2 separate regions of the Salvelinus alpinus genome follow, and region 1 is linked to region 2. A link is a contact called in public Hi-C data. All regions are on one chromosome and are shown on one strand. Each heading gives the region's core, a stretch centred on a gene start, on an enhancer-like site or on the middle of the called end of the contact. The rest is flanking DNA. Distances are from core to core; before and after follow the strand shown.

Region 1 (5,968 bases), core at 1,797-4,296, 160 kb before region 2:
TTCCATCTCTCACAGTTGAAGTGTACCTATGATAAAAATTACAGACCTCTACATGCTTTGTAAGTAGGAAAACCTGCAAAATCGGCAGTGTATCAAATACTTGTTCTCCCCACTGTATATATATATATATATCATTTTACTTAACGAAAGATACTTTGAACAAGTAGTTCACTACATCCAAACTACTTCATGAAAAAGTCTCATATCTCAATCTGAAATGTCACAGACTACAAAATGCACGACAGATCATTCTGGGGTCAAATGTTAACGGAATGTGTTATTTAGCCTATTTAAACACAAAAGCGAGAATTCGGCAGGTCTGATGCCGAATAGGAAAATGATTGCCTACTTCACCATTTTTTTATTTTCCTTTAGCAAAAAAGTAGTATGTAGTTCCAGTAGTTAGCTACACCTCTACACGGCAAAAAAAGGAATTAACTATTGAAAACGCTACCAAGCTTTGAATTGAGTTCAACTACCACTACTCGAAAATGGAGGTAAGTTACTAGTTGAACTACATGACTCCCCAACACTGGGGTTAAACCAACTTACCATGGTAACATATCTACCATGAGCATAGTAATTAAAAAAATTATGACATATATATATATACTCTCATTACAGGTGTGTGTGTGTGAGAGAGGGAGCAAACGAGGAGGTGGAAGGGATTCTGTTTGCATACATTTTGCTTGAGAGGGGTTTTACAGGTGTATGCTACGCTCCCATCCTCTTGTGTCAACAATGGTGTTTCAAAGGTCAACTCACTGTTCCTAGGCCGTCATTGAAAATAAGAATTTGTTCTTAACTGACTTGCCTAGTTAAATAAAGGTAAAATAAAAATACAGTAAAATATGATGTTCGATTGTCACACACCAGCTAGTTGCAGTGAAATGTGTTGTTTTACAGTGCCTTGCTCAAGGCAGTACAACCAAATAAATGATATGTCATATGTTTACTAAAGACTTAATGGTTTTGTGTTTTTATATTCGTTTTTATTTCTATTCGTTTTAAGATTTTTATTTGAAATAAAAGAAAGGAAAATAAAAAGTTATTGGTCACATAGATATATTTAGCAGATGGTATTGCGGGTGTCGCGAAATGCTTGTGTTCCTAGCTCTAACAGTGCAGTGCATCTAACAATTCACAAAAATACACACATCTAAAAGTACAATCATGGAATTAATAAATATACAGGGCATTCGGGAAAGTATTCAGAACCCTTCCCTTTTTCCACATTATGTTACATTACAGCCTTATTCTAAAATGTATTAAATCACATTTTCCTCATCAATCTACACACAATAACCCACAATGACAAACTGATAACAGATTTTTGAAATTTTAGCAAATGTGTGTATATATACAAACTCAGCAAAAAAAATTGTCCTCTCACTGTCAACTGCGTTTATTTTCAGCAAACTTAACATGTGTAAATATTTGTATGAACATAAGATTCAACAACTGAGACATAAACTAAACAAGTTCCACAGACATGTGACTAACAGAAATTGAATAATGTGTCCCTGAACAAACGGGGGTCAAAATCAAAAGTAACAGTCAATACCGTGTGTGGCCACCAGTTGCATTAAGTACTGCAGTGCATCTCCTCCTCATGGACTGCACCAGATTTACCAGTTCTTGCTGTGAGATGTTACCCCACTCTGCTGCTTGTGGAGACATTATCTTGTTGAGTTTACATTTAAATGATAAAGTCAATGGTTATGTTCAAGATGATCAAAACCGCAATGTTTCATGGGTAAATTTCGACTGACTGACTGATCTTCAAATACTAATGAGTTGTTATTTATGATGCAAGGTGACTTGTAGGTCAGTCAGTCAGCAGTCGCCTGCAGTCGTTATGATGCTCCCAAACACGTCCATTCTCAATGTGACATGCCAGATTCAGAAGCTTGAAATCCTGATTAGAAAAAAAAAAAGTAAAACCCAATTAGATTTTTGCCCACCCAAAACTAAAACTGAACATCATTCATGATTTATTTTATTTTAGTTCGTTTTGGAGTCAAATATAATAGTTTCAGTCTATTTTAGTTTTTCAAACAGGTTTATTAATTATTTCATTTCAGTTTATTAAATCGTTTTTTCAAACCACCTCTCAGACAGGCCAAGGTGGCAAAGACAGCACATGTCGTCTTTTTTTACATTTCAACTCCAATTTAGCCTGGAATTCAATCAAACCCACAATGAGAGAACCCACATCAAATACCACAATTAACAAGACAATAAGTACAGGTGAAATAAAAAGGACAAGATGAGTTTCTGAGATTAAGAAAAATACAGTTCTTTATCATTTATTACTGCAGTTGATAATGGCTCAAAGTTGCTATATAGTTTTTGAACACAAGAAGGCGCAACAATCCTTCAAATAGTTCTGTGTTCATCGTCAGAGTGATTCTCCTTCTTAAGTAGGTTACACACTACATTCTGCAAAATTGCAGCTTTGCTTATTTGACTCATCTCATTTTTTCCTAGGCCAACTTAGTCACCGGTGCATTTCAGCAACAGCACTGGAGCAAATAATTGTTTTACTAGGTAGACAATATACGTTTATTTAAACCATATCTATTATTCCATAACAAGAATAAATGCAGGATATTGTTAGCTTTGTCAAAAATTTGGCCTGTAGAGATGTACATATTGTACACTATAGATGGTATACCATAAGAGGCCAAGGTCTAGGGCAGACTATTAAAGTTGACCAATTTCACTACTATATGTTAGCTAGGTCTCCTAATAACCAAACATCCACAGAAAAAATAGTGTTTTTCTACACCTGTGTATAACTTCGTTGCAATAGACACTTTAAAGTATGCCAAATTTTTTCTACTGTGATAGTTGGCAAAAAACTGTCAATTATGCTACACTTTGTGCTTATAGGTTCTGGAAAAGAGAAGTACCTGCAACCTATTTGTACCCCCAACCCCCCCCGCACGTGATATTAGATCGGAACATGCGCACAGCTGATGTTAGAATACGCACATCTGCAATGACGTCAGCTGAACCTCCCAGCCTGAAAAAGCTGCCAATTTGAAGCAGCTCAGAACTTGGCGATGGTTCCAGACCGGGTATACCGTATTAAAGGCTGCTACTTCAACTCAATTTAGCTGTGTTGCATACACTGTCCTAGATGTAGACTATTTGTTATTATTGTGCAGCATACTACCTGCGTTATCTAAAATAACAACTCAGATAACACACCAAGTCTATTTTAAAGAGGACAATTGAGCTATGAATTAGGTATCCTTATTTTGGAGTTAGTTTAAAAGTTATTCTTGGGGATAGACTTTTCTGCTAAGACATTTATGTTCCTCTGTTTTCTCTCTCATGGGGATATAGAGAATGGCATAAACCGAAAAGTGATGGACAGAGGAGAGAAGTCATCTGGCTACTACGGAATTTCAGCGCAGGCGAAGTCTATTGTCTGCACTCTGTAACGTTACTCTACACTCCACCGTTGGGCTTTGCCGCTGACAATGAAGATGAGGACGGTAACTATCAACACTCCATAGACACAACTAGAGAATGCTGTGTGTCTCTCATGCGCTTTTAACGGAGCCGCCGCAGATCCATTTTCTTTCAAATATGTAGGCTAACCATCTTCTTCTTTTTTTTAACAGAAAATCCAATGATTTATCTTTCACATTGTAGCGTACATCTTTTGGAAAACCTATTTTGTGATTTTAACTAAATTACAACTAGATGAAACGTGAAAAAGTACAACCCTAATAGGCACTTGGAATTCTTTACACATACAGTGTTTGGTGAGTAAATGTTGGTTAAAGTTGGATCCACTATTTCTTCCAGCGTTTATAGAAAAATCACGTGTCTCTTTAAACTGGCTTGATGTCTAAGCCAACTTTCTCTGCACTGTTACATTTGTAACTCACTAAAACAGGTCCACATCTGCAAGAACGGTCCGTCTCTGTCTGTGTGTTAAGGCGTCAAACAAACCCATATGACTTGAGCGAGATAGTGTCTGTCATTTCTACAATAGCTAACAATAATTATCCCCGGCGTTTTCATACTCTTTTTGTAATCCCTAACATAGGAACAGTGTTGAACTGTTGGTAGAATATTCCAGTTGTAGTTGAATTACATATCCTCCTAGACTAACTTGAAAGGAGCAGTGAAATGTTTTTTATTTCAGTCGGTCGGTCGGTCGTGTAGTCTGATGTATTCGGGCTGGGTGCCAAATGTCTGGGTCAGACGGAGTGGCCAAGTAGATGTAGCGCTGCTGTCTGGAAATGTGCCGCTAGATGTTCATTATATAGAGCTTACAGAAGGTGCAACACGCCGCTTCCAACACTGGATTCTAGCCACAGACAGATAACCACCCATACTGTCTTTACGCACATCCGATAGATCAGAGGTGATTACTGGAATTTACGCGTTTTCACTTGGACATAAACTTGGAACCTCGCCTGGACTTGGTTTTAAAAGTATTACATGCCGTTTATGAGCTGTGTGAGTGAGTGACCCTCTCTTTCTTGAAGAATATCCGGTAAGTGGTTTGAAATATAGAACAAGTGATTGATTTATTCATTCATTGATGGATAGGTTCAATGATAAATGTGTGTGTTGTTACACTATTATAACACCTTTATTTATGCGTTATTACACACGCACACACATACAGAGGACTTGCTGAGAGCAACGTTAATCTTTTGATTTGCTCCTGGCTGCAGAGAGAGTCAGTGGGAGAGAGATGCCTAAACCTGTTATAGAGACAGGTGCTGTGTTGACTGAGGAGGCTGGCGGACATCGAAGCACGGGCTGCTTTTGTACTTGATCATCGTGTTGTTGTTGTGACTTGCTGTGGAATATCTGAAAGACTGACTTCTCCTTAGGCTGTGGAGATGGTATGGTGTCACAAACACCGTTATCCACATGCATGTTGACGTTTATTGTCACGAGTCTTGCCCTGGAGGCAGAACTGAGCGATTTCCCGTTAGTTAAGTCAGCTGCGAAGTCAAAATGGGCTATATTGAAAATATTAATGAACACAAAATGTGCTTAATTTAAGGTTAAGGTTAGCAGTGTGGTTAGGGTTAAGGTTCAGGTTCGGTTTAAAATCAGATTGTATGACTTTGTGGCCGTGCCAGCTAGCGACCACTTTGCAGAGCTGCCTCCAGAACAAGATTCATGACGAAAAACGCTATCCTGCTAACCACAAACCATGGCATGCTGGGTAAGCAGGCTACAGGAGGAGGGTATTTCTGTCATGGAGTGTACTGTTGGTGAATATGCTGTGCAGTCGTTTGGCATCATCTTTTTTCCATGGCTAATTGTAATTTGCAGATTAGAAGTTTAGCCTATGTAGTAAGTACACTCTTAGAAAAAAGGGTTCCAAAGGGGTTATTTGGCAGTCCCGATTCGAGAACCCTTTTTCCCCCAGGTAGAATGCTTTTTGGTTCCAAATAGAATGCTTTTTGGTTCCAGGTAGAACTCTTTTGGGTTCCATGTATAACCCTCTGTGGAAAGGGTTCTACATGGAACCCAAAAGGGTTTATCAAAGGGTTCTCCTAGGGACACCCGAAGAACCCTTTTAGGTTCTAGATTTTTCTAAGAGTGTAGACTAGTTGTTTTGTAGCAGGTATGCTTATTGAACTATGCAATGATGTATTCACAGGTATGCAGATGGATTGGTCAAGACAAGCTTCCAATATAGATCTAGATCTATAGATCTGCTGCTGTGGACGTGCTTGAAGTGACTGACTGACTGACTGATCTACCGATGGATTCTAGCATCACCACCTCCCATGATGAGTGGCTGACATGAGCTCCAAGGGAAACGCCAGTGAGGTCTGGAAGTGTCTGCTGCCCTCAGGAGGAATCTGAGTGTCTCAGAGACGTTCTCTGGATGAGACCTGGATGAGACAAGAAGAGAAGAAGAAGTAGTGAGAACATTCCCCCCCACAGAGGACCCAAACCATGGGCTTGTTATGGTGCC
Region 2 (5,811 bases), core at 525-3,024:
TTCCTCTCCAAATGACAACAGACTGAAGTTCCTGACAAAATAAATAGGTCCAGAGTCCGACTGTTCATAAATACAGTACCACGCTTTCGAGTCAGCAACAGATTGAGGAGCAGAGAAAGTGTGTATAATAGTCAATTAAACACTTACTTTGTTGCTTTGGACTGAGATTTCTTTCCCTCTTTTTTGTCTTCATCCTTTTTGGATTTTCTTCTTTCACGTGGAATGATGTCATCAAAGGGAGAATGTAACACCTGCAGGGAGACATTAAAAAAAACTTTAAGTAACAGAGTGTACAGAATTGGAAAAACATGTAAAACAAATGAATGGTCAAAGTGATAAAATATTATTGTGTGATGTAAACCCATAACAAGACATACATACCTCAGTGGTTCGTATCTTGTGTGGATTTAAAGGTCTTTCCTCCTGATCACATTCCACTTCGGATAACCTGAGCATGTTGTACACTGTGTCACCTGTCACCTGCATTGGGGAAAGGAAGATGAACTTACAGGACAAATGCGGCATACTAAAAGCTTTCCAGACATAAAGATGCATTGATCTTCTTTTGGCGTTTTACCTTTCCAAAGATGGTGTGTTTGTTGTTGAGCTCATCTGCCCGACCCAGGGTGAAGAAGAACTGGCTGCCGTTGTCATGGGGCCCTGCGTTGGCCATGGCAACCAGACCACGTCTATTGAAACGCAGTCTGGAGTGGAACTCATCCTGGGAACGGGGGACAGAACCAACAGCAAAACAAGAATCAGCCCCACTGTCTCATTGTTAGTGGAAGTCTGAAACCATAGTAATGGGTGAGCTGACAAAGGTTTCATGTAGAAAAGTTGAGTTTATAACTAGCCTATACGTTTTCTGGGTGACCATGATGCGAGATAATAAGGTGATGGAGACAGTGAAAGTTAACCTTGAATGGGCGTCCATAGACGGACTCTCCCCCCGTCCCGGATCCTGTGGGATCTCCTCCTTGGACAATGAACTCTGGCACCACTCTATGGAATGGTGTTCCATCATAGTAGCCTGTGGAAGAGAACAGTACACATTTACAATAAGCTGGTGTGCAATGTGAAATGGTGAGTATACTAATCTCTTGAGGACAGACTAAACAAAATCGGACAGAATTCCGCAAGATTTTAGATCTGGGTTAACCAAGATTTTGAGTATACATTATAAGTACATCAGTATTGTTGAGTGACCTAACATTTTAACCTGCTAGTAGATATAAATCAGGCACTCAATCCTTACCTTCCATGCATAACTGGACAAAGTTTCTGGCGGCCTTGGGTGCCTCTTTGGACCACAGCTCAATATCGATGTCACCAGCTGAGGTCTTGATCAGAACCTGAGAAGGTAGAATATCATATCACTTTATACCAAGGCCACATGCCTGCTTGGCAGAACGTTAGCTAGCCAGCTTACTGTACTTCGTGCAGACTGTGATCTTCAGAGGAACTAATTACAGGACCCCTGACATGCAAGCTCGCGCTCACCTTTCCGTTTGTTGGAGGCTCTTGAATGTAAATGTTGCTCATTTTGTCGGTGACGTTAACGGACAACTCGACACCGAAAATCTGTTATCTATCTTTTCAGCAGTATAAAAAAATATATTTTCCCGAAAATGCAGCACTAAGTACTTCGCAAAGACTGCAAATTAGAGATTAATATCTATATGTGTCGCACGCACAGCTCACTGAACCGCCATGTTGTTAAACCATGAATGCGTTGTTTACCTCGAGGCAATGGGGTGTGAGCGGCATTTACCAAGTCGATGCGTGGAAGCAGTTTCCCTAATATTTGTTTGAAGGGTGATATGTCAAATATCAATGAACTTATTAAATATGTGTATGAAAATATGTCGTAAATATACATCTGTTAAAACATTGATGGATTATCATTTCCATATACACCCCTAAAATGTGTGGTTTGGTCCGTGTGTTACATTGCGATCAACCCTCTCCCCGCCCCCCTAAAACGTTATACAGAACAGTAGCTAGCTAGCTAGTGTTATTTTGACTTAGCTAGCTAGCTAAAGGGAGGCTGACGAATTTATATCGAGAGAACTTTAATTATGAAAGTTTTCTGAAAAAATAAGAGAGTCAGAAATATTAGTATGAGCGAATTATTTCTCAAGTAGTCAGTCAAATCAGCTCCAAATGTGTTTAATTATTATAATTATTTTTACCAAAGATGATACTTACCACTAACCATTTTATGTTTCCTACCGGACCTGTTTTGTAGAGGACCCACAGGGAAGTGGTTCGAAATTTATCAACGCAACAAGGTTGTTGTTTTTTTGCAATAAAGTGTGATAATGGCTGCACCAGGTATGTTTGATCTAACATAAGACTCCTCGGTATTAATATTTTAATGGAAATTGGAGGTAGCTAGCTATAACTATCTTATAGTTGCCTTTTTGGCAGAACTTATGGACTGCTAGTTAGCTAGCCTAGCAACTATGATCCGATTGGCTGGTATGATTGTGTTCATTGTTTTAAATAGCTAGCTAGTGTTATTTTGATAATATTCTGTGTATGGCATTTTAGTCTCTCCATTCGTCTGATAACAGCTGTGTTATGTTATCTCAATGTGAATCATATACACTGAACAAAAATATAAACGCAACATGTAAAGTGTTGGTCCCGTGTTCCATGAGCTGATATAAAATATCCCAGAAATGTTCTGTACGTACAAAAAGGTTATTTCTCTCAAATTGTGTGCACAAATTTGTTTACATCACTGTTAGTGAGCATTTCTCCTTTGCCAAGGTCATCCATCAATCTGACAGGTGTGGTATAATACATAAGCAGATTGAACAGTATGATCATTACATAGGTGCACCTTTGGGGATAATAAAAGGGCACTCTAAAATGTGCAGTTTTGTCACACAACGCCACAGATGTCTCAAGTTTAGAGGGAGCTCGCAGTTGGCATGCTGACTGCAGGAATGCCCACACTAAAGCTGTTGCCGGAGAATTGTTCATTTCTCTACCATAAGACACCGTTTTAGATACATTTGTAGTCTGTCCAACCAGCCTCACAACCGCAGACCCTGTAAATGGCATTGTGTGGGTGAGCGGTTTGCTAATGTCAACGTTGTGAACAGAGTGCTCCATGGTGAGGTTATGGTATGGGCAGGCATAAGCTATGGACAAACAACACAATTAGCATTTTATCGATGGCAATTTGAATGCACAGAGATACTTTGACGAGATCCTGAGGCCCATTGTCGTGTCATTCATCCGCCGCCATCACTTCATGTTTCAGCATGATAATACACGGCCCCACGTAGCATGGATCTGTACACAATTCCTGGAAGCAGTTCTACCATGGCCTGTGCATACTCAGACATGTCACCCATTGAGCATGTGTGGGATGCTCTGGATTGACGTGTACGACAGAGTGTTTCAGTTCCCGCCAATATCCAGAAACGTCGCACAGCCATTGAAAAGTGGGACAACATTCCACAGGCCACAATCAACACTATGCGAAGGAGATGTGTTGCGCTGCATGAGGACAATGGTGGTCAGACCAGATACTGACTGGTTTTCTGATCCATGCCCCTAGCCTTTTTTTAAGGTATCTATGACCAACAGTCATGTGAAATCCAAAGATAAGTGCCTAATACACTTTTTTCAATTGACTGATTTCCTTATATGAACTGTAACTCAGTAAAGTCTTATACATTTTTTGCATAATGCGTTTATATTTATGTTCAGTATAAGAAGGAATCAGAATATACAGGCCTACGTTTTTGCGAGACTTCAACAAAGCAATAAATTGTCCCATTTCACAATGATTTCATTTTTCACTTCATTTGCAGGTCCCAATAAGGACAACATCAGAGCTGGGTGCAAGAAATGTGGTTACCGTAAGTCATCTTTATTGCTTTTATTATGTCTCTAGTCTAACTCTACATATTCAAGCCTTGTGAATACAGTTCCAGAATGTTTGTTGTTGTCCCCTGACCCCTGAGTGTGCCATAATCATTCTGTGCTAGATACACTTTCATTCTAAAGTACTTTCCTTCTTCACTCACTTTTGTACTCTGGTCATTTTATCAGCGGGCCACCTGACGTTCGAGTGCCGTAACTTTGTGCGTGTGGACCCCCGGAAAGACATTGTCCTAGACGTAAGCAGTACAAGCAGCGAAGAGAGTACAGAGGACGAGCAGGAGGATCTGTCTAATGACAAGCTGGGTCGGGATGGAAAAGACTCAAAAGGTCAAAACTTTTTTTACATTTTGGAATCTCTGCTCAGCATGTTGTTAGAATGAACTGAATTCCAACTGGTTATTGGTACAGACATGAATGCCATTCTGGACATATGGAACAAATCTAATGAGACCAACTACAATCCACAAGCAACCAAGGCTCATCATGTACTCTCTGATTACTACCTCATTGATGCCTGGCGAGCTCATAACCCTAAAGCAAAAGAGTGCACTTTCTATTCAAACAGGCACAAAACATTCTCCCGAATTGATTTAGTACTATGACGTGCCTACGCTTTTATTTTCTTTATTCAAGAAAATAGAAATTTGACATATGAGCGTATCTAATCGTCATGCTTACTACTGCCAGATACAAATTCCAGATTCTCCTACAAGAGCCACAAGATGGCGCTTTAATATTTCCTAACTACAAAATCCAAATTTTCTGTGACCAATTTGAAACTGAACTGAATGAATTCGTAATTATTAACAAAAATTCAGTCGAGGATCCTCACATTTTATGGGACGCCATCAAAGGCGTTATTAAAAACAATACAACTGCGTTTATCTGAATTTGCCATCCATCGAGTTAGACTCAACCATTACATCCATGGTAATTAACCCAGTCATCTACTGGCTAAAAAGCTTTGCAGTAATGATCATTTACTGGATATTGCAACGATTGAATCTGAATCAGGTGAATTACTATCCGAAGCCAAATTAATCAACTAAAGAATCTCCCGTTTCTATAAAGAATTGTACACCTGATTTGTAAATCCACAGCAAGCCAGATTGATTCCCGTTTAAAGGATCTAAGAACTCATCTTCTCTCAGTTGAGGAAGCCGGGCTTGCTGGGAGCCCAAATCTCTTTCCATGAACTTAAAAGGGCATTAGATAACATCAATAAAGGCACATCACCTGGTTGGGATGGTATTCCTCCTGAGCTCTATTAAAAATGTTGGAACCAATTAGGTCCACTGTTGCTTGAAATGATTAACACAGTCGTTTACAAAGATTCATTTGTAAGGAATGTAAGAACAGCACTAATTTCCCTTTTATTTATATATATATATATATATATATATATATATATATAAAAAAGGTAAGACACCCAGTCTTCTCATTTGCTAAACATAGATATGAAACTTTTTTCCAAAATTCTCTCGTCCTGTCTTGCACCTTACCCAAATTGGTACATCCGGACCAAATATTATCCTAAGGTTAACATCTGTCGTCTATTACATATCTTACAAGCTTCATCATAGAACAGCCCAAAGAGCTTTGGTTTATCTCTCGATGCAGAAAAAGATTTTGATAGACTAGAATGGTCATATCTTTGTGACTTGGCTCGAATTTCATTAATATGACTAAAATACTAAATGACAATCCCTCAGCCATAGTAATAACAAGCAATACATGCTTTGTTCTATTCAGTATAACTAGAAGTTGCAGGCAACGTGATCCCATCTCACCTCTGCTATTTTTGTCTATGGAGCCCCTGGCCCAGGCAATTCGACAATCTAAAGAAATTACACCAATATCTCTAAATTCTACGGATCACGTCATCTCATTATGAGCCGACTTTATCTC

What was found. A called contact is a pair of places that touch in the nucleus more often than the background predicts.
Region 1: a Hi-C map of muscle shows a contact between it and region 2, with 18 times the contacts expected there. The contact joins the promoter of LOC139543735 here to the promoter of LOC139543690 in region 2. A contact is called at or near these places in 2 of 3 Hi-C or Micro-C datasets (liver and muscle).

What each region holds. Positions count from the first base shown.
Region 1 is chr18:10,767,951-10,773,918 of SLU_Salpinus.1, reverse strand. LOC139543735 (A disintegrin and metalloproteinase with thrombospondin motifs 6-like) reads left to right here and starts at 3,046. Exons shown (of 25, transcript XM_071350101.1): 1 at 3,046-3,506; 2 at 5,648-5,968.
Region 2 is chr18:10,606,279-10,612,089 of SLU_Salpinus.1, reverse strand. It overlaps LOC139543690 (spliceosome-associated protein CWC27 homolog), which reads right to left and starts at 1,774. Exons shown (of 14, transcript XM_071350007.1): 1 at 1,501-1,774; 2 at 1,256-1,352; 3 at 918-1,030; 4 at 578-721; 5 at 382-480; 6 at 148-251; 7 at 1-31. The coding sequence starts at 1,542. srek1ip1 (SREK1-interacting protein 1) reads left to right here and starts at 1,974. Exons shown (of 5, transcript XM_071350008.1): 1 at 1,974-2,334; 2 at 3,831-3,878; 3 at 4,072-4,230. The coding sequence starts at 2,322.